5 separate regions of the Sus scrofa genome follow, and all the other regions are linked to region 2. A link is a contact called in public Hi-C and HiChIP or PLAC-seq data. All regions are on one chromosome and are shown on one strand. The core of a region is the stretch at or near the end of the contact, and the rest is flanking DNA. Distances in the headings are between cores, read along the strand shown. Region 1 has its middle 130 kb from the start of MAP2K6. Region 2 has its middle 33 kb from the start of KCNJ2. Region 3 has its middle 180 kb from the start of KCNJ16. Region 4 has its middle 150 kb from the start of MAP2K6. Region 5 has its middle 120 kb from the start of KCNJ16.

Evidence for each region. Hi-C and Micro-C count contacts between places; a contact is called where the count stands out from the background. HiChIP or PLAC-seq counts read pairs in DNA pulled down with a chosen protein or histone mark.
Region 1: an H3K27ac HiChIP or PLAC-seq map of skeletal muscle shows a contact between it and region 2. The contact joins two enhancer-like sites. A contact is called at or near these places in 5 of 47 Hi-C or Micro-C datasets (embryonic fibroblasts, heart right ventricle, skeletal muscle and 1 more) and 2 of 2 datasets of contacts at active chromatin or transcription factors (alveolar macrophages and skeletal muscle).
Region 3: a contact with region 2 is called in an H3K27ac HiChIP or PLAC-seq map of skeletal muscle. The contact joins two enhancer-like sites. A contact is called at or near these places in 3 of 47 Hi-C or Micro-C datasets (embryonic fibroblasts and skeletal muscle) and 1 of 2 datasets of contacts at active chromatin or transcription factors (skeletal muscle).
Region 4: a contact with region 2 is called in a Hi-C map of subcutaneous adipose tissue, with 1.9 times the contacts expected there. The contact joins two enhancer-like sites. A contact is called at or near these places in 5 of 47 Hi-C or Micro-C datasets (embryonic fibroblasts, heart right ventricle, skeletal muscle and 1 more) and 1 of 2 datasets of contacts at active chromatin or transcription factors (skeletal muscle).
Region 5: a contact with region 2 is called in an H3K27ac HiChIP or PLAC-seq map of skeletal muscle, with 4 times the contacts expected there. The contact joins two enhancer-like sites. A contact is called at or near these places in 2 of 47 Hi-C or Micro-C datasets (fibroblasts and skeletal muscle) and 1 of 2 datasets of contacts at active chromatin or transcription factors (skeletal muscle).

What each region holds. Positions count from the first base shown.
Region 1 is chr12:10,883,004-10,888,708 of Sscrofa11.1, reverse strand. No RefSeq gene overlaps it. Among named protein-coding and RNA genes, the nearest start is that of MAP2K6, 130 kb to the left of the region's middle. Within about 2 kb of position 2,503, at least 3 of the 83 cell types and tissues checked have an H3K27ac peak or open chromatin away from gene starts, as enhancers often do. A contact at or near this core is called in skeletal muscle, where this site is marked.
Region 2 is chr12:10,387,497-10,392,950 of Sscrofa11.1, reverse strand. No RefSeq gene overlaps it. Among named protein-coding and RNA genes, the nearest start is that of KCNJ2, 33 kb to the right of the region's middle. Within about 2 kb of position 2,605, at least 20 of the 83 cell types and tissues checked have an H3K27ac peak or open chromatin away from gene starts, as enhancers often do. A contact at or near this core is called in skeletal muscle and subcutaneous adipose tissue, where this site is marked.
Region 3 is chr12:10,713,217-10,718,733 of Sscrofa11.1, reverse strand. No RefSeq gene overlaps it. Among named protein-coding and RNA genes, the nearest start is that of KCNJ16, 180 kb to the right of the region's middle. Within about 2 kb of position 3,588, at least 4 of the 83 cell types and tissues checked have an H3K27ac peak or open chromatin away from gene starts, as enhancers often do. A contact at or near this core is called in skeletal muscle, where this site is marked.
Region 4 is chr12:10,861,181-10,866,999 of Sscrofa11.1, reverse strand. No RefSeq gene overlaps it. Among named protein-coding and RNA genes, the nearest start is that of MAP2K6, 150 kb to the left of the region's middle. Within about 2 kb of position 1,644, at least 12 of the 83 cell types and tissues checked have an H3K27ac peak or open chromatin away from gene starts, as enhancers often do. A contact at or near this core is called in subcutaneous adipose tissue, where this site is marked.
Region 5 is chr12:10,655,152-10,661,013 of Sscrofa11.1, reverse strand. No RefSeq gene overlaps it. Among named protein-coding and RNA genes, the nearest start is that of KCNJ16, 120 kb to the right of the region's middle. Within about 2 kb of position 2,668, at least 1 of the 83 cell types and tissues checked has an H3K27ac peak or open chromatin away from gene starts, as enhancers often do. A contact at or near this core is called in skeletal muscle, where this site is marked.

The DNA.
Region 1 (5,705 bases), core at 1,254-3,753, 500 kb before region 2:
ATCCACAATTTTGCCAAGGAAAGCACTTTGGTCAAAATGATATTATCCTACAGAGTGAGTTAGCCATCTCTGCCTGAAAAATCCTAAGTCATAGTTAGAATTAAAATGACACAAGAGGGAAGTAACCATTGATACTAATGACTCACGAAACTCCGGTCAGTATTTCCCCACCACCCCAGATGGTCAGGGTTCATAAATACTTGCTGAGTAGGTGTTTTCCGCTCAAATGGAAATAGCCTTGCTTCTTATTTTAAAAATAATACATTATGAGAAAATTTAGAGAATTACATGCAAGGAAACCAACATCCACAATTCTGAATTAATTGTTCATGTGTTCTTTAAAGTATAGTGATCTACACTATTTTACACACATGCAAATTCACACTCAGAAAACCTTAATGGGATTGTTATCTGCCTTGTGTTCCAAATTATAACATGGGCATCTTATGTCAATTAATATAGATGGCAGCATCATTTTTAATGGCTGCATAATATTCCAATACATATGTACATGTATATTTACATGTACATATGTACATGTAAATTCTTCTGTTAGTAGAATTTTTGATTATTTGCTTTTGATTGTTAAACCCCCCTATTCCTACATATTTATGCATGAAGCTGATTGTCTTAGAATTTTTTTTTTTTTTGTCTTTTTAGGGCCTCACCCTTGGCATATGGAAGTTACCAGGCTAGGGGTCAAATTGGAGCTGTAGCTGGCCTCCACCACAGCCACAGCAACGTCAGATCCAAGCTGCGTCTGTGACCTACACCTCAGCTCATAGCAATGCCAGATCCTTTAGCCCACCAAGTGAGGCCAGGGATCGAACTCACATCCTCATGGATACTAGTTGAATTCTTAACCCACTTAGTCACAATGGGAGCTCCCAGAAAAGCTTTAAAGAGCTGAAGGACCTCAAAAATCTTTCTCCGTGCTAAATGTCAACAAAGATTTCATTTGTTTCAACACAGTTCTCTCCTTCCATTATTGTGAAATTGGTGGTGCCAGGGCCTGCCCATACAATGGTGTCCTAAAGATCCTGAAGGTATATTTCTTGAATGGGTTGGAGTATAAGATACGTGTTTCACCAATATCCACAAAGGAAGATATGTGCACAAACTGTTTAAAGAAAAAGTACAAATCGTAGGAACAGGGATCAAGAATAAGAAGCAAGACTACATTAAATTTTTTTTTTTTTGCAGTTATGGTATTATGCAGAACAGACAAGGGCAGAATTTCCAGTTGGTCTGGTGGGTACCCAACCTTTTAAGGAGACCACATTAAGTCTCAACGAAGCTAGAACTAGAATTTTATAAACAAAATGAATCATTGTGCATCCAGTGGGCATTAGCTCTGGAATCCCTTATCAGATGTGATATAGCCATGCTGGTTTTGAGAAGCTCTGCACTATCCTAGAATTTGCCTTCTGTGGCCTTGCCCTTCAATGCCATAGCATCAGTGCCATCTCCCAGGAGCTTGCTGACAATGCAGAGCAGGGCGTGAATGTGAATCGCAGGATCCCCAGGTGATTTATATTCACAAGGTAGTTGGAGAAGGAAGAGTGGTCGTGGTCTACCCATCACATCCAATTCTGAAGTTTCAATGATCAGACCTCAAATGCTCCTGTAATTCTTTTGACATTTGCCCCATGTTACAGACAAATGATGCCTTAGGAAGTGATAATCAGATTTAAAAAGTAGAATTTCTATATTGGCTGGAAGAATATATATGTTAAAGTATATTTAATGATGTTTGGATAAATGCAGGTTCCTTTTTTTTTCATTACAGGATTATTGAGAAGAAGTATTTTAAAGGGAAAAAATAACCCTTAGGCTCGAATAACTTTACACCAGTTATTAACAAACGTGTGTGTGCCATGGTTTTTTTTTTTTTTTTTCCCTTTTTCACCCACACCTGCTGCATATGGAAGTTCCCAGGCCAGGGATCAGATCCAAGCTGCAGCTGTGACCTACGCCATAGCTGTGGCAATACCAGATTTTAAACCCACTGAGCCGGGCTGGGGATTGAACCCTCACCCTCACAGAGACAATGCCAGATCTCTAACCCACTATGTCACAGCAGGAACTCCAACAAATAAATGCATTTTATGGATTCCAAATGGAGAGCTGCTTTAGGGATACACAGCACTGCACAGGCTTCACAGTGAAGGAGGTGGTTGGTGATCATGAAGTTTAGAGCCCGAACCTAAATAATTCTGCTTCCAAACTCCCAGTCTCTGACCAGACTCCTGGGCTTATTTGGGCCTGAATGCACCTCACCTTGGGTTTCCTTGCACTAACAGTGTAGTCAGGAACTTCCTTGGCAAGGGGTAGCTCTCCGTGTCCCAAGGGAGGCAGACTCCGCATTAATGCTACTTGCCTGAGTAGTTAGCTGAGCTCAGGGCGGTTCACTTTCCTACATTCTAAAGCAAGCCTGTGGACTGGGAGGCAAAGGGCTGTCCTTAGGCAAGAACTTGCTAAACCACTTGACCTTTTCAACAGCTGCAGAACTGTTTATCGAGAACATGCCATCTCTCTTGCCTCCTCCAATTTGGCAGTCAGGAGAGTCAAGCCAGTGACATTGCGTGCTTTAGAAAACTTTTGAACAATTCACAACTTTCACCATCAAGTGGATAAATTGGTCTCGCTAGTTAGATAGTGATCTTTGGAGAGGTTATCTTCTCCTTGACTCCTTTGTTGGAATCCACAAAAATACTGCATCGCCAAAGCTGCTGATTCCCTAAACTATTAAGAGGAGACTAGGTCAGTTTCAAGACTTAGGGCAAGTGGCAATGTCTGCTTGCCAAGAGCAAAGAACATGAATCCTGTGCATGCAAGTGAGCAATTTCTGGAAAATTAAGGAGCCGGTGAGTCTTACTGCAGCTTATCTGAAAATGATTATGTGCAAAAAATAATCTATGATTCATGACACACTTTTGCAGGATAAGCTGAGTTGAACTATGACTTGATAATGCTAATAAAAATGGGCGAAGAATTATTTTAAAATAGTGAAAGAAGTTGTGAAGCAACTAAGCAAGAGATGGAGCTTGAGTCGGTATGGAAACAAGGAGGATGGCTCCAGGCTAGAGCCATATCGGCTGTTTAAAATCCTGGCTCCATCACTTCCTAGCTGTGTGACCTTGGACACATGTCTTCAACCCTCTGTCCTTCAGTTTACTCCTTCTTAAAATGGAAATAGTAAGAGAACCTACTTTAGAGAGTGCTTGTGAGAATTAAATGAAATACAGCCTCTTGGGCACTTAGTTCAGGGTCTGCCACACTATTATCACTCAATAAGTTGCTCTTATGTCATCCTCCAAACACATCCTTTTTCTACAAATACAACTGAACAAAAATGCATATAAAGTAAAGATAAGTAGGAAGGTATTTTAGACCATCTAGCCCAGTGCATCATAATAATACCTGGCCTGTGTTGGCTGAACATGAAGGAATACACACTGAAGCCAGATCTCAACATCACAAACAGATGTTCCTATTTTTCAGTTTGCATGTCAGATTAAAACCTTTGTTCACCTCCTCATCTCAGAGAGAAAACCAACATTTTTATTTCCGCAAACTCTGCTTTATGAGATTAAAACAGTGACATAACCACTTCTGAAATGGCAAATCCAATGTATACTGAAAGAAATTTTCAAGGTATTCAGTAAGATTGAAAAAATATACGCAGAATAAAGGGAGCCTCCATATACTTGCTGATTTTTCTTTTTAACAACGATTAGGCTCCATGTAACAAAATATTATTGATGGCTGGAATATGCTCTAAATACTGAAGATGTAAAAATAACTTGAAACAAAAATTTCTTTGCTATTTATCAAATACTTGAGAAAGCATTCCATTTGAATTGAGACCTTAAAAAACATATATACTTTTTCAAAAAAAAGTTGAAGTACAATTGATTTACTATATATTAGTTTTAGGTGTATAGCAAAGTGATTCAGATATATATATTTTCTTTTTCAGATTCTTTTTCATTATAGGTTATAAGATACTGAATACAGCTCCCTCTGCTATACAGTAGGTCCTTGTTGTTAATCTGTTTTATATATAGTAGTGTGTATATGTTAATCCCAAACTCCTAATTTATCCCTTACTTCCTCTTCCCCCTTGGATTACCTTAAGTTTGTTTTGTAGGTCTGTGAGTCTATTTCTGTTTTGTAAATAATTTCATTTTTGTTATCATTTTTTTTTAGATTCTACATATAAGCTATATCATCTGATATTTGCCTTTTTCTGTCTGACTTACTTCATTTAGTACGATAATCTCCAAGTCTGTCTGTGTTGCTGCAAGTGACATTACTGCATTCCTTTTTATGGCTGAATAATACTCCACTGAATACATCTACCACACTTTCTTGATCCATTCATCTGTCGATGGACACTTAGGTTGCTTCAATGTCTTGGCTATTGTAAACAGTAATGCTATGAACACTGGGGTGCATGTATCCTTTTTTTTTGGCCATGCCTGCAGCACATGGAAGCTCCTGGGTTAGAGACTGAATCCACACCACAAGAGTGATCCAAGCCACAGCAATGAAAACGCCGGATCCTTAACCCACTGAGCCACCAGAGAACTCTGCATGTATCTTTTGGAATTAGAGTTTTCTCTGGATAATTGCCCAGAAGTGGGACTGCGGGATCCTGTAGTAACTCTATTTTTAGTTTTTAAAGGAATATCCATACTGTTCTCCATAGTGACTGCACCAATTTACGGCTCCACTAATAGCACAGGAGGGTTTCCTTTTCTCCACACCCTCTCTGGCCTTTATTATTTGTAGACTTTTTGATGATGGCCATTCTGATCAGTTTGAGTAATACCTCATTGTAGTTTTGATTGGAATTTCTCTAATAATTACTGATGCCGAGCATCTTTTCATGTGCTTGTCGGCCATCTGTATATACATTGTTATTCTACTTTATTCTCAGAGAAAGCACCAAGCATATGTCAGTGGGAAAAATGTGGCCTTTGATGCCATCCATACCTGGGTTTGACTGATAGATTTGGGATCTAGGAAAATTTCACGAACATTCTTAAGCCTTACTTAGTTCCCTCTGCAAAAAATGGGGAATACAGTAAGAACATTACAGAGAGGGAAGTGAGGACTGTACGGATATGAAATAAAGAATCTAGGCCAGTGCTTTGCATACACAGATAGTCCTTGCTTTGCTGGGCTAATGTCAGTGACCAGCGAACCAGGCAAAGTGAGGACGCAGTTCCCACACACATTTCAGTCATCATAGCATCATGCTGCGTGAGGACGGTCCCTGGTGAAATTTCAGCATGTGATAACCCTATGTAATTTGGATACACTGAAAATCTCAGTAAGAAAGCTTAACCTTTTGCTTTAAAAAGAAACATATCTGAAACGACAATAACACTATGACGTAGCATTATTTCAAAAATCCTCACAAGATATCTGCAGACATGCACCATGGGTGCTCCCATTTTACGGGTGGAGAAATGGTGCTGGATGAAGTCATTGGAGGATGCGACCACTGGTTGACCCTCTGGCTGGACCCACGCAATCAGAAGCTCCTCAACAATCCTGCCCCGTGCCCTGTCCTTGGAATATACATTCCACTCACAGTCCCACAGTGGGAGCCATTTTTAAGGATGTAGCTTTGAGAGGATAATGCGTTGTTGAGACCATCAGGACTGAACACGTGACTGAACCCCATTAGAGTC
Region 2 (5,454 bases), core at 1,356-3,855:
AACCAACAAACTTGCCCCTTTCCCCCTCTTCAGCTTGTTTCACACACATCTAGTTTCATTCACTCTGCTTCCTGGACTCTGCCTATTCACAGCGGTGCTTTGTTAGTATCAGAACAGAGGCATCAAAGTCCAGTCAATACATTGTCAGGTTATGTGCCTCCCCTGTCCAGTGCTCTTCCCCCGCATAGAATGTGCAATCAGCAGTCCTGTAGGATGTTTAATTTTCTGTTTAGACTGATAACACATTTAGACACCCTGATGGAGGACTTAATAAAGATCTTAAAATCGTGCAAAAGTGTGTGCCTGTGCTAGTGTGAAATCTGCGGATGTGGTCAGAATTGGGTATGGGTGCCAAATATGAGACTGCCATTTCATTGAATTCGGACATAGGCAGAATCGGAAACCATTTTTATGAGTTTCGAACAGCTTGCAGAACAGCTCTCGGAATTGACAGTTAAGTGCTCCTGCAAGAATTGCAAAACGCCACTGTGCAAAGTGGCCTTTCTAGTTGGAAATGCTCTGTCAATGAGGAGAATATTTTTTCTTCTGGCACTCATCTTCCCCTAGAGATGACATTATTCAGTAGACTTAATTAGACAGAAAATAGACTGTGGCATCAAGGCAGTGCTCCACTGGGTGGGAAAGCTCCAGCCCGTGAGGAGGAAACATGGGGAGAGAGAAGGAAACACTATTCTCACGCGCCACCAGCTCGTCACACACTCTTAGGGGCTCTGCCCAGAGACGCTTAAATCCCCGGCCCCTGCCGCCGCCAACAACATGGTGGGTGGGGTGGATACTTTTAATTTCCATGCCCTCAAATAGCTCATTCTGGACTTGCTCCTGACTGGCAGATTCCCAACTGGGATAATAAAGAAAAAAGCAAAACCAAAAAGGAAAAAAGAAAATCTATGATTGTGCTTCCCAGTCTCTTGCAACTGGGGGTGAGGTGGAGGGTGTGCCTCTGTGACATGGTTCTGGCTCATGAGATGCTTGCAGAACACTCTGGATGTGACCTTTAAAAAGCTTTTTATCTGGGGTGGACTTCGCTGGGCTGGGGCATGTGTTCACTTGAAAATGTTCTATTTAACTCTTCGGGTCATGTGCATCGGGTGTAGGAACTTTTTTTCTACCATAAGCGACACCAATAAATGTGTGTTATTACCCCCTGTGTTCATTCCTCCTCCTCACCCAGACCTCGAATGTGGTAGCAGAAGTTCCTGCAGCCATCTCTTGAAATTAAGAATCGAGAACACTCCTTACAAGGGAAATTGGACAAGTAGGAAATACTGCACATCTCCAGACTTGTGCAGGGGTGACAATCAATATGATTTCAAACTGACAGAGTGAACCATGTATCTGGAGGGGATTACCTAGGAAACAGAGCCCGGGAAGGAAAAAAAGATGAGCTGGTTATGTCCAACTTGAACTTGGAAATGACATTTGATGGAGTTGGTCTCTGTGGAAAGCACATGTTTTATGGGGGAGTTGAGGAAGTGCCACTATGATTATAAAACAAATACAAAAGAATGACTTTTGGCCTGGAAATCCCTCCGAGACGCTGAGGGCTGAGTGACCCTGATAAGAGGATTGACCAGGCCTACTGCCAGGTTTCTCTTTATCTTCTTCCTTCCCTCCTGCAGAATTACATGCCCTGTTTTAATGGGACTGTCACTAGCACTAGTGACCTGAAAGCCGCAGAGACTCAGGCCAGCAAGCACTGCACAGCTTGGGCAGAAAAGCAAAACTCCACTGATGCTGTGTCTCAGGACCTCCGGGGGAGACCAAACTGCCCGAGTTCACCCACGTGGGCTCTGAACCCAGGTTTCATATTAAATATTCACACCTAACTCCTTGGAAGGATACGTGCCAAGCAGGTTCTCTGGACCACTCTTGTTAGTGATGGGGCACCAAATTCGACCCAGTTTAAAATATTCCATGAGTTCCATCTGTCACAGGCATCGATTCTTCTCTTCTGAATGTTCTGGGAGGCATGTGTATAAGCCCCTGAGTTCTTTTGGAAGCCAAGCTTAGCCTGTGGACTTCTAGAAACCTCCCTTCCACACCCTTGGTACTCTGTAAATCACCAAGCCCTACCCCAATTCTAAATTTAGTGTGGCTGCTTTCCCTGTCTCGCCTCCCTCTCCCTCTCACTTTCATTTTTAAAGGAGCAGTATGACCCTTACTCTGGAGAAAAAATTTTTGAGTACCGCACGCAGAATGCAAAGAGGAGGAACACCGATAAAGCAGGAGGGAGGCTCTTGGCAAATTCTCAGCAAAGGCTCTTTTGGATGGGAGACCTTTGAAAATGAAAGTGGGTAACTGAGACGCTGCTCTGATAATTCTGTGGCCAGAGGGCAAGCAAGCCCTCCTACAGGGACATTTTCCTGAAGAGGCAGAAGCCCAGTGTTGCCTGGACACCGTCATTCGTCTGCATGGCTTTGGAGCTTTTCTTCAGTAAGAAAAACCTTATGTCCCAGTCAATTCCCAAGTTCCTCTTTCACGGCTCTTAGTTTACTAAAGCAACTTAACATGATCCTGTTAGGGCTGTGTGGTTGGGTCATGAGATTTGGACGAGGGCAAGCAGCATCTTGCTACATCATGTCACCCTCTGCTCCTTTCCTTGGGGCATGTCCAGGCCTGTGGTTTGGGATCTTTTATACAGAGTTTGGAAGCTTAGGTCAACATGGCTGAATGTTTCAAAGTTTAGTAGACTCTGAGTTGCCGACCAACTATAAGGAATCTAACCATTCAACCACTTAGCAGGGGATATTTAAAAATAAACGATTGCCTTTTGCTGTTTGGTCTCATTGATTTATTCTGCTTTATAAATACTGCAAAGGAAAAGGATCCTGGGTCTAGAGTCTGTCTATCATCCCAAGAAAAAGCCACTAGACTGAGATTGAGGGTCTTCTAAATAATTAAGACCCCCTGAGCTGGGTGATCTCTGATGTCAGGCTCTCGATGGAAACTTTGGAGACCTTGCAGGCTGAAGAGAGAAAGGTTAATCATTTAAAGTTTTCAGCAAGCCCGGTGGATGAAAAGCCAAACAGAGAGATTAAGTTTTGCTGCATTCCATAGCCCAAGAATGCTTTTTCTCTAGTCTATCATTTACCACTGGGGCCTATAAAACATTCTTCATCACTATCTAAGTAACTTGAACTTGAGATAGAAAGAGCCCCAAGAGGTTCAGACCCTGTGAAAACTTCTTTACAGAAAGTGATCAGAAAACTTCACATTTTCACATAAAATGCTCCAGTCCCATGCACTGTGGCTAAAGGCTCTCTGTTTGCATTAGAAGTACGCGTTGGCGAGCAATTACTTCTTGCGTGCTGTGCTGCCTCTCGATGCTGTTTGATACCCGCTTTTCAAGGGAGGCCACAGGGGTAGAGTTAAGGTAAGTGGTAGCCTCTGCCAGTCGCTACCAATTCCAGAATCAAAGATTCTTCAGAACACCAAAGGGACATCAGCTCATCCAGTCAGAATCCATTTTATACCCAAGGGAAAGTTCATCTGCCGACAGAGACAAAGCCATGGAGGGGCAGCAGAGGAAGAAATCACAGCTACGAAGGACCAGGGCTCTCCAGAATCAGCAGAGGCCACAATCAGTCCTGATGCTGCTGGAGGTTGACACAGTTTCCATTTGTAATCATTAAATGGGAAAAGTGATCACTGCAGGACCCTTTGCTGGGGAGTTTCTGCCGTGGCTCCGTAGAAACGAATCTGACTCGTATCCATGAGGACGTAGGTGCGATCTCTGGCCTTGCTCAGTGGGTTAAAGATCTGGTGTTGCCAGGAATTGTGGTATAGGTCACAGACATGGCTTGGATCTGGCACGGCTGTGGCTGTGGTACAGGTTGGCAGCTACAGGTCTGAGTCGACCTCTAGCCTAGGAACCCCCATATGCCTGGGTGTGGCCCTAAAAAAGAAGAAAAAAAAAAGACCCTTTGCTAAACAGAAGCCCATTATTTTCTAGAAGTGCTTCTGAACAGAACTGTTAATTGGTCATTAATTTTTTTAGAAAGGCTAGAGTGTGGGCAAGGAAAACAATGTGGGAAACAGCTGGTAAGAAAAATGATGAATGAGCTTCATCTTCTCTGAAATGTAAACAAAATGAGGGCATTTAAAAAAGTCTCACCCAAAGGGAACCTTCCTACATGGTTGGTGAGAATACAAATTGGTATAAGTATGAAAAACAGTATGGGGGTTCCTCAGAAAACTAAACGTAGAATTACCATGTGATCCAGCAATTCCACTCCTGGGCGTCTCTTTGGAGAAAGCCATAATTCAAAGAATATATGCACCCCAGTGTTCATAGCAGCAGTATTTACAATACCAAGACATGGAAGCCACTGAAATGTCCATCAACAGAAGAATGGATAAAGAAGATATGGTACATATAGACAATGGAATACTACTCAGCCATAAAAAAGAATGAAATGATGGCATGTGTAGCAACATGGATGAACCTTAGAGATTATCATACTAAGTGAAGTAAGTCAGACAGAGAGAGACAGCTATGGTATCACTTATATGTGGAATCTAAAAAAATAATACAAATAAACTTACAAAATAGAAACACTTCACAGACTTTGAAAAAAAACTTGCTATTACCAAAGGGGAAGGGGTGGGTGGGGAGGGAAGGACTGGGAGCTTGGGATGGCATATACACACTATTTTATATAGAATGGATGGTCAATGGGGACCTGCTGTATAGCATAGGGAACTCTTCCTAACATTCTGTGATAACCTATATGGGAATGGATGTTTCTATATGTACGGCCAAATCACTTTGCTATACAGCAGAAATGAACACTGCATGGTAAATCAACTATGCTCCAAAAAAATTACAGAAAATTCTCAACCCCTTTCCAGGGCAATGCTAACAGACAAGGGATCATATCCCTGCTTACTGACCCAGCCACCAAGCCTTTCACGTTGGAAGCAGAAATGGTCCTCCAGCAGGGCCAGCCTTAGGGAAGAAGCAAACACCATGAGCAGTGTGATGAAGCAAACACTGAATGGATGTGGTTCATTTCTGAGGCAAGACCAAGGAAAGGAGCCCAAGCTGAGAGAGCCCCAAGCCCTGGGCTGCCAACACTTGGCTTGGCTCATTAATTGTGCAATGTGAAGCAACTTAGCTGGAGTTTCTGATTCTTGGTTTCTTTTCTTTTTTTTTTTTAATTTATTTTTTCCCCACTGTACAGCAAGGGGATCAAGTTATCCTTACATGTATACATTTTTTCCCCCACCCTTTCTTCTGTTGCAACATGAGTATCTAGACATAGTTCTCAATGCTACTCAGCAGGATCTCCTTGTAAATCTATTCTAAGTTGTGTCTGATAAGCCCAAGATCCTGATCCCTCCCACTCCCTCCCTTTCCCATCAGGCAACCACAAGTCTATTTTCCAAGTCCATGATTTTCTTTTCTGTGGAGATGTTCATTTGTGCTGGATA
Region 3 (5,517 bases), core at 2,339-4,838, 320 kb before region 2:
TTAAACTCGAAAGCAGCTACCCACATAGGACCTGGCCCAAGAAGCTTATCAGCAATTCTGCAATTCTTTGTTTAATAACCTACTGCCTAGGTAGCTAATAACAGAAACAAGTACAGAAAATGATTGCAATTTTTTCCCAGTGAAATTTCACTGTCCGTTTCAATAGTGCTGAGTGACTGAGTGGGAGTAATGGCTATTACTTTCTTAGACTTATTTTGTATTCTGCAATGTGTTTTGCTTTAAAAAAAATCAGGATATCATTTTGAATATTCTCGTTCATCCCTGTGAGGCTGATTTTCATCTGATGGCTTCACATGTTACCCTCTTAATCAAGTGGAGTAAGCTGGTGCTATAACTAAGTCCGACAACAACAACAAGTTGAAAAAAGTGAACAGGATCTCAGAAATGCTTCTATCACCACCTCTAGACTTCTTTTTTTGCTTAATTTGTAACATTTTCTTTCTCAAGTGTGTTTGTCTTATTCATTGAGCAGCTGCATAAATCATTAGAAAATGGCCAGGAATGCAGGCATGCTCCCCCAACATTCTCCTTTGGTGCTTTAATTTTATTTTAGTATAATAGAATTAACACAGGTGTAGCCAATGTTTTTACAGTGGTATTTTTGGGTGCGGGTTAATTTCCCTTCAAATCCTTGAGCATCGTGAGGCTTTCAAACCATGTGGATGGAGCTACAAGCTGCAGGTCCTCAGTCTCTTAAATTGATGGACTAGTTTCTTTCCACTACAACAGGTGACTTTTCTAATATTCCTGACTTTATGTTGTTGTTTTGTGTAAGAGACCAAGACTACTTCAGACCAAGACCTGTAGTAGATTATCCAACTGAGGGAAGGAGAGAGAGAGAAAATATGTTGAGTGAAAGCCATTATTTAAATTATATTTAATCAAGTTTCAATAGCTTACATTAAAAGCAAAGGTAAGAGATGCTCAGAACGCATCACTTTCTAATGGTTTTTACCACATTTTATTATTAGCTGTGTTCTTAAGACTATTCGCATCTTTGCGTCTGTGTGGGGGAAATACTATATCATAGTGTGCAGCGTGCATCTCTGCACTTAGTGACGTCACATTGATAGGTAGTGACTGTCCGTCACGGCAATGTTTACACCGTGGGAATTAGACATACTTTAAAATGGGGTATATACATTCAGTGGAAGATTACTCAGCCTTTAAAAAAGAAGGAAATCCTGCCACATGGATGAGCCACAAGGGCGTGTATGCCAAGTGAGATTAGCCAGTCACAGGGCAAATACCATGGAATTCCATGTATGTGAAGTGTCTCAGGTAGTCGGATTCCTAGAAACAGGGTAAAACGAGGGTTTCTAGAGGGTGGAGTGGGGGAGGGGGGGGAATAGGGAGCTGCCATCCAGTAAGTATAAAGTTTCAGTTATACAACATGGATAGGTTCTAGCGATCTGCTGTAGGACATGGTACCTATAGTTAACCACATAGTGTTGTGCGCTCATTAATTTGTTAAGAAGGTAGTTCTCATGTCAAGTGTTCTTACAATAATAATAATGATAATAACAATAATAATAATAGTAAAGCTTGCTAGGGGATTCTGGTGCCCAGTGGTGGTTCAGAACATTGGGACTCACCTCAGAAGTTATGATGAGGGAAGACTTTCTAGAAGGGGCAACAGCTGAGTGTGGAATTGGAAAGCACGGGTAATCAGGAAAAGAAGGTCAGCCCTTGGAATTCGGCTTTGCTTCTCCCGTGATGCCCCCATAAGCCTGGAACATTGTAGTTTTTCAGTAAACTCTTATAAAGTAATAATAATGATTAAATCAGACATCAGTGAAGTGTTTACCACCCCGCCACAAAGCAAGACCTTATCTACCAAAAAGAGAACAAAGAAACAACACAACCTGTTTAGGCAGTAGTGCACTTTGCCTGGGACGGAGAAGTAGTTGGTTTGGAAAACAGATGAATAAGGCTGCAGAGATGCTTCACACGTATTAGAGGGCTCTAGAAATGAGACAGTGCTTGGTCAGAACCTGACCCCAACCAATTCATTTTTCATTTTCACAAATGAGAAATTGAGGCTCCATATCATGGTGAATTTCCCAAGACTGCACAGCAGACAAATGGCAGCCATGGCTTATATGACTGGCGCAACAGTACCACAGGCTGATTTTTCTTCCCTTTTACCCATTTCATGTGAAATGCCTCAGAGCAATAATCAGCCTCATTATGTACTTTGTCCATGACAAGTACTGAATAAATGTCTCTTACGTGACCCGCGAGGAATGCCGTCAGAACTGATGTGAAGAGACACACTCTCATTTACACAAACTGCTCCAGTGCTGGCAGAAAAGCATTTTGCTCTTTAAAGCATGTTCCCCCTCTCCTTTCAAATGGATAGCCCTTGTATTTTCAGTAGGCATAGTGAAATGGAAACTTCCCACCTATATTCCAGGAACTCCAGGGGAGCACAGAAACTGTCTTTCGAGATGCTGTTTGGGGGGGTGGGTGTGAAGAGCGCATGTGGGAGAAGCTAAGTAGGTAGGAATTCCTCTCACTCATGTTTGTTTCAGAAGAACAGCCTCACTGCTTCACATTGGATTTCTGAGTAGCATTTAGGGGGAAAAAAGTTTTATGTTAAAATAATAAAGTTTTGAGAAGAACTGGATTAGTGGGACAGTAATATCTTTGAAGTCAGAGATCCTGCAGCCCAATGATCAGTATGACTTTGGGTGAGGCTTAACCTCTCTATTGAAGAGTGTAGATCATAACATCAACATACCCAGGCTTTTGTGGGGATTGAAAGGTAAGAGGTAATGCTCTGAGCACTATGCCTGGCACATGGGAGGTGTTATTTTTAATGGTAACTGCAGGTCTTCCATGAATATCACCAAAGCGTAAAGCATTGGTCTCCAAACAGTAGCTCTATAAACCAGCTCCACCCACCTTGTCATTCTTTTCTTTTTTTCTTTTTTCCTATTTTTTTTTTTTTTTTTTTTTTTGCACGACTGCCACATTTGGAAGTTCCTGGGCCAGAGATCAAACCTGTACCACAGTAAGATCAGATCCTTAGCCCGCTGCACCACAAGGAAACTCCTCAGTTTTTAAAGGTAACGTTTAGTAGTGTGTTAACGTCTAGACTGAATTAATGGAGACTTTCAATCCCAATTTGAGAAAATAATAGCAACGATAATTAATTTATCATTTGGCTTTTAGTGGCTTTTCACCTTTTAAACAAACCAGCAGGGCCAAAGGGCGTACAGTCCTCTCTTCATTTTACAGATTAAGAAATAGAAGCCCAAGGAGTGACAAGACCCATTCATGAAAGTTACTCTCAGTCTCTCTCCTTTTTCCTCCCTCTGGGTTTCTTGGTTCCAAAGCTGGACTCATTTTCTTATATAGAGAGTCCATCTCACTCATTTCTCTGACTAAGCGTGACCCAAGAAGTATTTAAATAAATGTCAGTTCCAATTCCACCCACTCCAGCATAACCTATGAGGCTTCCTTGTTCCATTTTCCCTTTTGGATGACCTGGATTTCCCCCCGAGCTGTACTTCTCCCTACTGCAGCAGTTCCTCTGTTCCATTAATAGGGCTTCTGCACCTGCTGCCACACCAGGGTTTCCTACATGTTAACAGTATCCTCCGATTTCATCTTGCAGCTCTGGTGCAGATCCCCTCCCTAAAATGAAACTGAACATTATGCTAATTTTGGATTTAGTCATTTTCCCACAGAGTTGCTTTCCTTCTGTCCTCCTGCTTCTCTATCCATCCCTTTCCTTCCCTCCCCATCCACTGACACCTGCCGAGCTTTAGAACTCTTTTCCTTTTGTTTTGTGGGCTACTACCCAGCCATGCCTCACTGTGCAGTATCGAACATGTTCACATATCGATCTTGGCAGGGGGACCAAACCAGAGCACACAATCAGAGTTCTCATTATTCTTAACCCAAGGAAAGGTGATTGTTAATAAAATTGGCAGCAGCAAGGGCCCATGTGATTTACTTGTTTATTAAATCAAGATTGATTGGAAGACTATATCTCACAGGCAGCCTTTTATGCACTAGGCAGATAATGACAAATGATGTGTAAAAAACAGTGTAATTGAAGGCAAAAACATTCCTTTGAGAAGGATTTTAGATGAAATTCAGAGTAGTTATTTATAAACATGGAGAGCAAATACTGAAGGGGAAGGGGAATGAGGCATTTTAGCAAAATATTTTTTCCGGGAAAGAGCAGAGAAAGGACACACAGAGAAGGTTAGCTGAGGCAGTTCCATGCGAGGGAAGTAACAGAAATGAGGCAGGGTTATGAAGAACTTTGAAAGGGTGGAAACTTGGACCTCCCCAAATGGGGAGGGATTGGTAGGGTGATGCGGTTAGAACTGAAGTTTGGAATCAACACTGGCAAAGAATTTACTCATGGCATGTTGGGAAAGATGGATGAAAGAATGAGTGAGATGAAAGCAAGGGAAATTGAGTCATAGTCCCCCATTCCAAGTATTCACTGCTGAGGGGAACAGAGCAAACAGCAGAGCTCAAAAAGAACTCATGACTGGATATACTCAATGAGAGTGAAACCCCTTTCTTCCAGTTCCTCTTTGAAAATATAAACAACATGCAAATTCAAATAAAAAAATTCTCCCTGTGTCACATTGAGAAACTCTCTGTTTCTTTTGTTGTCGTGACTCACTTTGGGACTATTCTTATAAGAATGCAGCTTGTAGGGATGGGCAGACCTGTTGGGGGAAAAACAGAACTTCTCTGGAATGTTTGTCCATTCTTTTAAAAAAGACTCTCTATTAGCTTAGATTTGAAGGGGGAAAAGTCTCAGATATCGTAGCCCAGCCAGGGTGAAGTACTTGGAACGTCTTGAAATAGCCCTTAAAGAAGCAATAGAGGATGCTTAATGACTTACAGCACCTTTCTTAACTTGAATCTTACCCAAAAAAGTGCAGAGAGACAGTCCAACTTGGAAAGGGGTGGGGTGAGAGCCGGCCTCAGTCAGTTAGTGTTCGCACAGGAATGATGAAAGATTGGACAGTTCAGGGTGTATTTTAGTTAGGGAGTGGGAAAGAAGGAGATGAGCAAAGCAAGTGGAAATAGCTCAAGTCAAATCAAATCCTGTGCTTCAAGCAAAATACCTTAGTGGTACAAAGCGTCTGCTTGAGAGGTTCCATGTGTAAGTTTGGGGCTAGTACCTCTACAATGAGTTCTCTTTCACAAACCTAAGATCCACGTTGAACTTTTTGACTTAGACAGACGAGGAAAACATGAGTTCTCTAGTTTTCTGTGCATTTACAGATGCTGTTGCAGGACTGTGACCCTCATTTCTTTTTCTTCCTTTTGCCTGCCTTTGTCCTTCCCTCTCTCCCTCCCTTCCTACTTTCCTACCTTCCTCTTTCATTCTTTCTTCCTTTTTCTCTCTCTCTTTCCGTTGTTTTGTCTTTGGAACACTAAATCCTGAAATATATTACAAGGAATTGCATTCAGTTTGTTTTAAATTCAGTGAATTATTTTGACATTCCTAATGTATCT
Region 4 (5,819 bases), core at 395-2,894, 480 kb before region 2:
TGGGAACCTCCGCATGCCTCAGGTGTGGCCCTAAAATGACAAAAGACAAGAGACAAAAAAAAAAAAAAAAAGAGTAGAACCAGAAACGGAGAAAAAAAATCAATACTATTAATGACCAAACCAAAACAAAAACTGGTTCTCTGGGCTGGTGATTTTTTTAAACATAATAAAAATTATAATAAAAACAGATTTTCTAGCATTCAGAAATAACATATACTGTTAACATTTTTGAATTCCCATTGTGGCTCAGTGGTTACAAAACCGACTAGTATCCTTGAGGACTCAGTGGTTAAGGATCCAGTGTTGCTGTGAGCTGTGGTGTAGGTTGCAGATGCGGCTTGGATCCCTTGTTGCAGTGGCTGTGGTGTAGGCCGGCAGCTGCAGCTCTGATTCGACCCCTAGCCTGGGGACCTCCGTGTGCCATGAGTGTGGCCCTAAGAAGACAAAAATAAAATAAAATAAAATAGCATTTCAATATTTATCTTCTCAACAGCAGTGTATTAGACTGCCTAGTCTCAGATGCTATTCCTGAGTATAAGCATTGAAGGTAGAACACTTAAAAGTGAATTTTTAAAGGAGCATGACCATCTAGTTTAATGCTGCCGTCTTGCATATTCAGACTTTGTTGTCGAACCAAGGTCTTTTTCAGAAATTCACTTGTTACCTAATGACTAAGAGTCATATTCAAGGCAGAAGTCGACCGTGGTCGTGCCAAAGGGTTGTACATTCATTTACAAGAAAGGTCACGTCTTTCTGGCTTAATTCAAAGGAGCGGAAGCTGGCTTGCTTCCAGGTGGGATTTCCTGATTGGAAGTCAGCTCTGACACTCAGCTTTGCTCTTTCCTTACCATCTTTTTGGTGTGAATTCCTTAAAGAAGAGCGTGATGTCGACACGTGCTGGTTTGCACACACACGGTGTGACGGACACTTGATCTTAGTCATCCTGTGCTGCTGCTGGGCCCAGGGGGGTGTGGGTGTGGGGTGCGGGGTGGGGGGGGGGACGAACAGGAAGCAGGCTGAAAAAATTGGAAATTCTTCCTGAGGTTCGTATCAAACATGAGTGTTTGGCTAACAAACAGTTGTTATGTGAATTATTCCTATTAACAACAATGAGTAATGATTTTTTTAAAAAATCATGTGTGCCTGCCAACCTTGAGTTCTAAACAACATGCTCAGGTCAAAGTCCTTGTTAGATCTTCTAGAGTTGCCTTGAAAGTGCTGCCCTAGGTTTGCAAAGGTCTTTGTTGACAATATTTTCACACGAATAAGCTCATACATGCTGAGATTTGGTGGGGCTTTCTGCTATTTCGGACCTTCTGGAGATATCTTTGGTTTCAGATTTGGGATTTAAATCCTTCCTGAAAAAGCAATGATGGGCTCAAATCTTTCATCCCATTTCTTAATGGGCTGCAATAAAATAGCAGATGTGGGTAGCCGCTGTGACACATTTAAATACATAAAAAAGATATAAAAGTCAGACTGTGGCAAGATAGGCTTTCACTCAGGGCCTTGTCCCCTGGAAGTCAGCATAAAAACGTCCTGTGGGCCCTGGATTAGAAAAATCCCCAAACAGCTTTCATGCACGGCTGGAAGTGTAAGACGTGGTGTCCTGGCTCTAGTCCAGTGCAAAGGGGAATTTCAAAAGCTGGTTCACATATTTGTAATTTTCCAGTTTGAAGCACACACTTCCTATCCTGGCCATGTGTGCTCTTTGGCAGCAGCCAGCAGATTGGTGGTGAAGAGGGCAAAAGCTTCTTGATCTCTTAAAATGGTAAAGTGCTGTGAGATGTGAAAATGGCAAAGTGCTGTGGGATGTTTTTGGACAGAGTTCATGGAGGTCATTAATTTTGTGACTCCTCCGTGGGCATGAGTGCAGTTCTAGACTTACGAGGTTTCGTTAGTGTGGTTTGCACTTTTAGTTTACTTGGAGAATCACGATAAATTATTGATGTTCTCATGCTACAGGGCAGAAGCCTTGTAAACTGGAGGAGATAAAAAGGCATAGATTTTCGCTGTTGTTTTAAATCCTGGTTTATGAGCTGCGGTGTTCTAAGTGCTTGGGAAAGCTGCAATGAGATTTGTTAATTCCCAAAAGGAGATGCTGATGTGCCAAGGGTGAGCAGAGAAGGCTTCAGAGAGCAGAGGGGTCCCAGCCGGCCTTAGAGCAGCAACATAGTAGCAGGAGAGTAGAAACTGGAGGATTCTTGCAAAAGGTGGGAGGCAGTGGGTTAAAAAGATGAAACCAAAGGCCATCTGACTCTGCAGCTGGAGAATGGTTTTTAAAAGTCCAGAACTAAATGGAAGAGAAATCTCCCAAGAAGCTGGATATACGTGGCGTGTCACTGCAGTGACTCAGGTAGCTGCAGAGTAGAGGTTCCATCCTCAGCTGGGAACACTGGGTTAAAGGATCTGCTATTGCCGCAGCTTTGGCTCAGGTTGCAGCTGCGATTTGAACTCGATCCCTAGCCCCAAAACCTCCAAATGCCATGGGTGTGGCCATAAAAAAAATCAGAAATCAGGGGTTCCACTGCGCCGTGGCGGGAATTCCTTGATTTCTGAATTTAATGACTGTGTTGCCTCCTTGTTCTGTGGCTGAGACTCAACTGATATCTGGTGACAGCACATGGGTATCCTTTGAGCAGCAGTAAAAGGGGTTGATTTTCCTTCCAAAGTCATTAAAAGAACCAATCTGATTATGGAGAATAATGATTTGATCACAACAGCCATGAAAAAACAGAGGCCCCACTAATGAAAATGACCTAGTTTAAAAATATTTATTTTGTTCATGGGTTTTAACGTTCCTATATTCTTATTTGGCAGACAGGGAATATTTATCTAACCCCGAGTGGAAAGTATTACAGGTAGTATTAATATAGCACGACCCAGGCAGAGCCATGTAAGGCTTTACACCTTCTATATCAGAAAATAGGTGTTCCAAAAATAATGGAAGCTAGGCTTTGCTCCGGTGACTTTGGTGGGTGGCTACCATTTGAAAAAGAAGAGTGAGTGAAGTTCAAGGCTATCTGAGAGCAAAGGGTACAGGGGAAAATTGCTGAAGGTAAATCCTACTGTCCTGAAATCTCTAAGGGCAGAGTGCATTGTGTCTGGTCTAATGTGTTTGGGAATTTCAGCTCTCTGAAAGATCCTGATTGGAGTGAACAATTGGCTTTGAATCCTGCCACTGAGATATAACTTGGAGTTTTGGGGAAATTTGATGATGACATTTGATGATTTTTTCCCTATATTTTTAAATTCAAGTATAGTTGATTTATAATGTTGTGCCAATTTCTGCCATACAACCAAATGACCTAGTTATACGTCATACATATATGTACATTCTTTTTCTCACCTCATCCCCCATCATATTCTATCCCAAGAGACTGGACGCAGTTCCCCATGCTATACAGCAGGATTCCATTGCCCATCCATTCTGAATGTAATAGTTTGCATCTACTAACTGCAAACTCCCAGTGATGACTTTTCTTACCTGGGAAAGAAGGTGCATTTGGGGAGTATTGTTATGGAGTTGGGGGCGCCAGTCTTTCTAGAGGTAACCAGTTTTGATTGTATTCATGCTAACCTCCCATGTAACATCATGGGGAATTCTTGTGTTGCTTCTAAACGAAGCAAGAAAACTTTGCTTATTCCCTGGTAAACAGGTAAGGCATTACGGGTTACCCAGGTTTCAGAAGCAGAGTTCTCTTCCAGCCACGGGGCTCAACTCAGCCTTTTGTAAAGGACTTGACCCCCTTTGAGTCTTGAGATTTGTTGTGCCAGTTTGGGCAAGGGGCACATGGACAGGCTTGATTGATTTGTGTTTATAAGAGGAAAAGACAAAGCAACAAACATACAGCTCCCTGACATTTATCTGGCCATCACCAAGTGTTTATGGAGAAGTTACTCTGCCCTTGCAGTAATGCCACAGGCTTTTGGGAATTTGACAATAAATTATGAGAAGCTTCTGGACCACCTCCCTTCCCACCACCCCTCCTCTCCAGGCAGGATCTTCCACTTATCTCTACCTGAAAGTCCCAAGTCAGATAACATTCAGGCTGGCATCCTGCCTTCTTAGAAACATCTAACACATCAAGGGGGAATACAGAGGTTGGCCCAGGCCGGAGCTCTGGCCTTGGGGTTGCTTGAACTTGGCTCCATGCCCTTTCTTCTTTATGTGTCCTGGGCCTTCACCGGCCAGCTTTGTCGGTGTTGCTGTTCGGGCGTCTACTGCCGGCCTCTCCAGGATCCGTGCCTGTCCAGGTGTGTGTCTGCTCCTGTCGGTCCGTTGTCAGGTTCCCAGCTTCACGGTCTTTTGGATTCAGGTCCTGTCAACTCCTGAACCTGTCCCTGTCTCAGCCTCACTTTGGTGACTCCAGTTTTCATTGTGGGCTCTAGAGTCTGTCCTCCTTTCAGCTCATAGCCTGATAATGAGCCATAGATTATACTTGTCAAGGCAACGTCCAGCTGGTTTTAGGCTGGGCAAGAGGTCATGGATGTCTTGGTGAAGAATTATTCCCTCTTTAGGGAAACTAGCTGCACTGTCCAGGGTAGCTGTGAACACACATCAGTGCTGTTATTCTTTTGTGGTTATAGGTTGGTGGTTAGGGTCACGTTCTGGAATTAACCCCTATTCTGGAGTTCCAGTTGTGGCTCAGTGGGTTAATGACCTGACATTGTCTCTATGAGGTTTGATCCCTGGTCTTGCTCAGGGGGTTAAGGATCCCATGTTGCTGTGGCCCTGGCATAGGCCGGCTGCTGCAGCTCCGATTCGACCCCTAGCCTGGGAACTTCCATTTGCTGAGGGTGCGGCCATAAAAAAACAGAACAAAACAAAACAGCCCCAATTCTGCCTCCCTGGATTTCCCACCTGTGTAGCTCTGAAGAGGTTATTAATCCTCGGTTTCCCATATGTAAAATGTGACTATGACAAATCAATCTCACAGGGTTGTTGTGAGGTAGGAAATGTATGCACCATCCTGAGCATGTAACTCATGTTTAGTAAAGAGACCTGGCACTTTCATCATCATCCTTTGGAGAATTAGGAGTGGCTAGATGTTATTACTGCCTGCTTTAGTAACTCGGAAGTTAGGACACAGGCTTCAGTTAATCCTGATGCATGATAACAGATATTTATTAGGCGTTTTCTGTGAGCAAAGGATTATGCTAAACATTCATTAGAATTTAAAGAGGAATAGAATGTGATTTCCCCTGAAAGAACTTACAGTCTATTCAGATACCCATCAAGCAGTGTTATTAAAAGGCCAAAGGTGAGAAATGAAGCAAAGGAGGGGCCAAGTCCACCGGGGACAGGGGGAAAGAATGGGAGGGTCTGTAGAACTGGGGAAGCTTCATCCAGTAGGGGAGCTCTAAACTGGTTCCTGAACGATGCTGATGTTTCTGTAGACACAGAAGGGAGATGTAGCAGTTGGGGTCATAGACATTGAGATAAGAAGGCTTGGCTAAGGGAAGATGGTCTTTTATATTGTTAGATTGTGGGTTTTCTTAAAAGCATAATTGAAGACCATGAATTGGCCTCACATGTCATGGCCAACATGCTTAGATTTTATTCTATGGCAAGTGAAGGATGCTGAGAAAAGTGAGGGTATAATGAGCCACATTTAATGATTCAGTGGATGATGGGCTGGAATGGTGCATGAGATGCATGGGAGCCGGAATGGATCTGGAGACGCAAGAAGAGGGAGGCAGTGATTACAGTTGTCTGGGTAAGAGGGATGACAGACTGTCTTAGGATGTAAGAGAGGGCAATGTGAGAGTCACCTCGGGGGTTAAAGCTAGAGGGGTGATTGAAGGTCAGAGGCAAG
Region 5 (5,862 bases), core at 1,419-3,918, 270 kb before region 2:
AGCTAGGGGTCGAATTGAATCAGAGCTACAGCTGCTGGCCTACACCACAGCCACAACAACTTGGGAGCCGAGCTGCGTCTGTGACCTGCACAACAGCTCATGGCAGCGCCAGATCCTTAACTCACTGATGGAGGCCAGGGATCAAACTTGCATCCTTATGGATCCTAGTCGGGTTCATTAACCGCTGAGTCATGAAGGGAATTACCAGAGCCTCATTTCTTAACCTCTATAATAATTTCTTCTTTTACTGACTGTCCAGTTTGTGCCTGGCCCTGGGTAAAGATGAATAAGATTTGATATCATTTTGGAGTTCCCTGGTAGCTCCATGGGAATGCCGTGGCTCTGGTTGCTGCTATGGTGCAGGTTTAATCCCTGGACCGGGAATTTCTTTCTACATGTTGCAGGCATAGCCAAAAAAAAAAAAAAAAAAAAAAAAAAAATTGAAGATTTGATATAGTTTCTCTCATCAGTGAGTTCATAAATTAGGGATAGAGGACAGGTATAGGAACAGATTACTATAAACATGAAAGGTGCTAGAATAGAGTATGTGTGTGTTGGGGAGGTTAGATAGAAGGTGAGGCGGATTGTCCAGAAAAAGTAACAAGATGTATACAAAGATATATCAAAATGAACAAGGAATAAAATGGGGCATTGTGAGGTCGAAGGGGAAGGCCCTGGAAAGGTGGAGAGAAGGTCCAGTTGATCTGGAGAACGTCTTTACCGAGTGAAATCACCTCCCCCAGGTCTTGTTAGCGATGAACAGGGCAGGGCTTCTGACATCAAACATATTCAAGCTACACAAGTAGCTACACATGAAAAAAATATTTTTACCATTGGGTTAAATACCTTGGTGGGGAGCCTGAGGGAGCAAATATTCCTTCAGTTTGGGGAAATCACATCAAGATCCCTGGGGGAAGTTGCCCTTCAGTTGGGCAAAGGATAAGCAGCTGGTCCATTAGGCACATGAAAGTATTAGAGCCTCTAGTTTCTCTTTTCGTTCCATCAACTGTATTGAATTATGATCTATGGAAAACACAGTACTTGCATTTATCATATTTGGTTTGAGGGGATTTGGCTTTTTGCCCTTGTTATGAGTTGTCCAAAGCTGGATGTGTTATGTTTACTAAACTATTTTAAAAGTGGTTGGTGTTATGTAAGTGGAGATTTTTGAATCATTTAAGACACTTGAAAATTCTGCATATTTGTCAAAATCAGCCCATTCCTAGACATCATGTTTATTTCTCAAATGGTGGCACTCTTTTTAAAAATAAAGGACTTCAAAACCTTCGTCCACATTTTTCAGCCATTACACAATGTGTTCCTCAAGCCTAGGCAAAACAATGACACAGGGAAATCACCGACCTTGCAGGGAGGGGGAAACAGCAGCGCAATTTAAAAGTTTGTTAACACATATTATGATTTATGATTTAACAGTTGGCTTCATTTGGCATTTGGAGATTTTCTTCCAAATGCAAGAGTCTATAGTGTATTAAACTTTATTTATGTATTAAGCAAACATCTTTGGTTGAAATGTGGCTGGCATATTTGACTGAGTCAAAAATGAGGAGATGACATATCCTGGAGACTGATAATATTTTGGGAAATATTTACAAACATACAAAACATTTTGTTGATTCTCCAGAATTTTCTGTGCCTATTCCTGCCTGTGATTTTTTTTTTTAAATGAGGAATATTGAAAATAACTCAGATGTCTTTTCTTTTCCTTATGATTCAGCATGGACCATATTTGTAATATTTCCATACACGATGTGGTGCTGAAACCTCATTGGGCCAGTATTAATCTCTCTCTCACTCTACTGTGATTAATTTGTCTATGAACATATTTTTTTTTTTCACACGTATCGTCTGTTTCCTTTCCTATCCAGTGTAGAGAGTTCCAGATTCTTGCCTCTTAAAAGGATGAGTTGCTGCACACACACGGTTCATAATGGAATAAATGTAGGATGTTTGTGGGGTGAACTCAACAGCTTCTGGATAAAATTTGAAGCATCTGCAGAACTTATGATTAGTAGAGCTTCTGAAAATAATGAAAGAACTCAGACATAATGAGGACTGTGGTTGGAGTTTCATCCCCTTTATCATCATTTACCTATAGTGCATTTGCATACCTTCTTTAGAGATTTCTACAATTGTTCCTTTGTGGGCGGAAGTAAATGAATTTATTGGTGTACATTATGGCATAGCACAGCAAATAGTGAGAAGGATGAATTGGTTTCTTCTGGGAAATTATCTTTGCTTTTTGGGAATCATGGAGAATAAAGGGTTACATAAGTATTGGGAGTTAAAGTATCAGCCTCTCTGATTGGAGGTCAAGTGCGATTGAAGATGAATGCTTATCAGAGGCTTTTTCCCTAAAACAAACAGGAAATGTGGATGTGAATACTATTCAAGAACTAGAGAGAGAACTTGGAAAGGACTGGGGGAGCATATCTCCACAGCCCTTCAGGAAAGAGACTCATTTTTAATGGTAGAACCACTGATTGCGTGAGTCGGGCTATTTCTGCAGACTTTCCCAGCTCTTACTCACCAGGCAGCTTGATCTTCATTTGATTTCCTGAGTAGACTTCTCTCCTAAGAAGAGAATGTGTTGAACAGCCAACATGAATATCAGTCTGTTTGGCAGTCGGAGCCTCATAAATTATTCTGTTGGTTCTTTGACACAAATCAGTCTCATGTGAGTTAGAGTTGCATAAGCTGGATTATTTTTCTTTGTGCCTGGTTACCACTGGCAAAGCTGGTTATTAAATATAATCTCAAGATATATATGTAACCAAGAAGACAAAAACTCTGGAGTAAAAAAGGATAATTGGAATATTTTTCTCTAGGTATCCACCCATCTACCTCACTCTGATTATTTAAGTAACATGGGCTCATTTTATCAACAGTTGTAGAAAGTTATTGAATAAACAATTGTAGCTCATTGTATAATCCATGGTAGACAGTGCAGAATGCTATAGACAGGGTTATAATGTTTATAACACTAGACCTTCCTTCTAGTGTTTTTTTCCTAAGCATAAAGTACAGGGTTAAAATAGCATAAATGTAGCTTATGCTTATTGAACACTTATGATATGTCTTTATATACTAAATATGCATTAACTTGTTTTAATCCCTGAGACAATATCATGACGTAGGTGGCATTATTATTCCATTTTGTAGATGAGGATATAGAGACACTGAGATTTTTAGATAACCTGTGCAGTGTCACAGAGTAAGTAGTGGAGCTAGGACTTGAAGGTGGTTTGACTTCATAGGATAAATTCTTAACCATCATTATGCTCTCATATTTTATTTATAATCTGTGATTGCCCTTTTGAATTCATATAACACACTCTCTGTGTAATAGTAAAGCTTTGAAAGTTTTCTCAACCATCAACCAATTGCTCATGATACCTCACCCTTAGTATCATTTTGCCTTAAGGCTCAAAGTTAAATTTGCTCATCTAAGTAGTGAACTACTTTCCTCCTGTTGGTAGCAAATCTAGGCTGTTTAAGAAGCAAATATGGAAGTTCCCATTGTGGCTCCATGGTTAACGAACCCTACTGGTATCCATGAGGACCTGGGTTCGATCCCTGGCCTTGCTCTTTGGGTTAAGTATCTGTGAACTGTGGTGTAGGTTTCAGATGTGGCTCGGATCTGCGTTGCTGTGGCTGTGGTATAGGCCAGTGACTACAGCTCCGATTCAACCCCTAGCCTGGGAACTTCCATATACTGTGGGTGTGGCCCTAAAAAGACCGAAAAAAAAAAAAAAAATCAAGTGTAGAACCTCCTGTGCGGTGTCAGGCCTAAATGTTCTCCGTGTCCCTTCATGTTCTTAAATTATAACATGTGTTATATTAAATCTTTGAAATTTGACAAGAAAAATATAAAGTTCCAAACATTCTCTAACGTCATTGCCTGAGTTGAAGATTAGTTCAGATTGTCCCAAGACAAGGAATGACAAATGAAAGGAGGGTAATAAAAGGATATGATACTGTGACTGGTTCTCTTTCAAAAAGTGCTATTCAGAGTACAAGTTAATGGGCTGTATGTAATGTGCAAATGTTCTTCACTCTGATCTATTTCTGACTGATGTGATTTTAGTCATTTCTTTGGTTCAACTCCACGTCCAGAAATGGTGGTCAAAGGAATGTTGGGATGAGGGAGTGGCTCTCTCTCTTAAGTGGTGATCCTAGGACATTTGCATGCCTGCCTGGGATTTTTGTCTTTTCTTTTGTCAGAAAGGCTGTACTTGTTTTGAGTACAAAACATGGTAAGTGAATTAAACAAGATGCAAAATTTTGACTATGGATCTGAAAACTGGATGCTATGTAAAAAATGCAAACTTTTGGTTTCTCTTCTCATTAAAAAAATCTGATCAATGAGCACGTAGAAAAAGGAAGCAGGGACTTTTAGAAATTATGGGTTCACTAAGATTAATTTTTTCAAACTTGTTTTGTTTTCTTTCCTCCCCCCCTCCTTGCCTTCTTTTGCTTTCCCCTTTCTTTCAAGTGATGCTGTACTGATGGAATGAGCAAATGCTTTACTTTCAAGGACTTTATTCACCCAGTTTTTTTGGTTAAGACCCTCATGATATCAAGAGAATCATGCCAAAGTAAGGTTGCCCAGTGAATCACTCCCACATTTGGGGGGAACAGGGTGTAGAAGCAGTCAATCCCAATATCCCTATTAGCATTACAAACTGTTAACTTACTCAGTGTCAGAAGGTTAGTAGCTTAACAGTAATTTATAGCAGTTTAGTAATAATGCTGGAGGTTTTAGGTAACTACAGCAATGTATGAACAGTATAAAAATATCACTGAAAAAAAGGTAGTACTAAACTAAGCATTGTAGGTGGAAGTTTACTGTCTATAAGAAAAGAGGTAATAGTCTTTATACTCCCTGTCAGAAAGATCACACCTTTAGTTCTGTGTTTATTTCTAGGGACCACTTTTTTAGAAGTACAAGCTTTCTTGGCTTGAGTATATGTAGAGAAAGCAATGATGGCTATCAAGTGGTGATGGCTAGACACTATTCTTAATGGGAAAAAAAAATGAAGTTCATAGAGTTCCTTTTGTGGCTCAGTGGTAATGAACCGGACTAGTATCCGTGAGGACACAGGTTCAATGCCTGGCCTCACTCAGTGGGTTAAGGATCTGGCGTTGCCCGTGAGTTGTGGTGTAGGTCAAAGATGTATTGCTGTCACTGTGGTGTAGGCTGGCAACTGCAGCTCTAGTTCGACCCCTACCTAGCCTGGGAACTTTCATATGTGTCAGGTGAGGCCCTAAAAAGACCAAAAAAAGAAAAAAAAATCAAGTTCCTAATGATTAGTTGAAAAATTTGAAGGTCGTGGGAATTTCACGTTAACTATCTCCAGTATTTAAAACTATTATGAAGAAGAATTAGATTTAGGTTGTGAAACATTGTAGACCACTAAAGCTAGGATTAACAAGTGGAAGTTACGTGGAGTCATATTTTGGCTCAGTGAAAGGAGGAATTTCCTAAGAAATAAAGGTGCTCCTAAATAGATTTCCTCACCAAAAAAATAGCCACGTGTACATGTTCAAAAGGAAGCTGGGTGACCATGTGTCAGAAGTGATTCTAAAGAGAATCCTCAGGGAATAAAGAACTAGAAAGCCTGCAGTGTTGTCTCCAATGCTGTTTTGAAATTCTATGAACCTGTGAAATTCTTTCCTTTCATTCAGTTACATTTATTGTTAGGGTTTATGTCTTTTTCACCCTTTTAAATATTATAGTGCAGACTTTATACATTTGACCAGCCTTTTAAAAAATCCATAGTGATAGCTGAAAAATGTCTATTTGATGATTTTGTAAAGATAGATCCAGGGGGAAAAAAACGT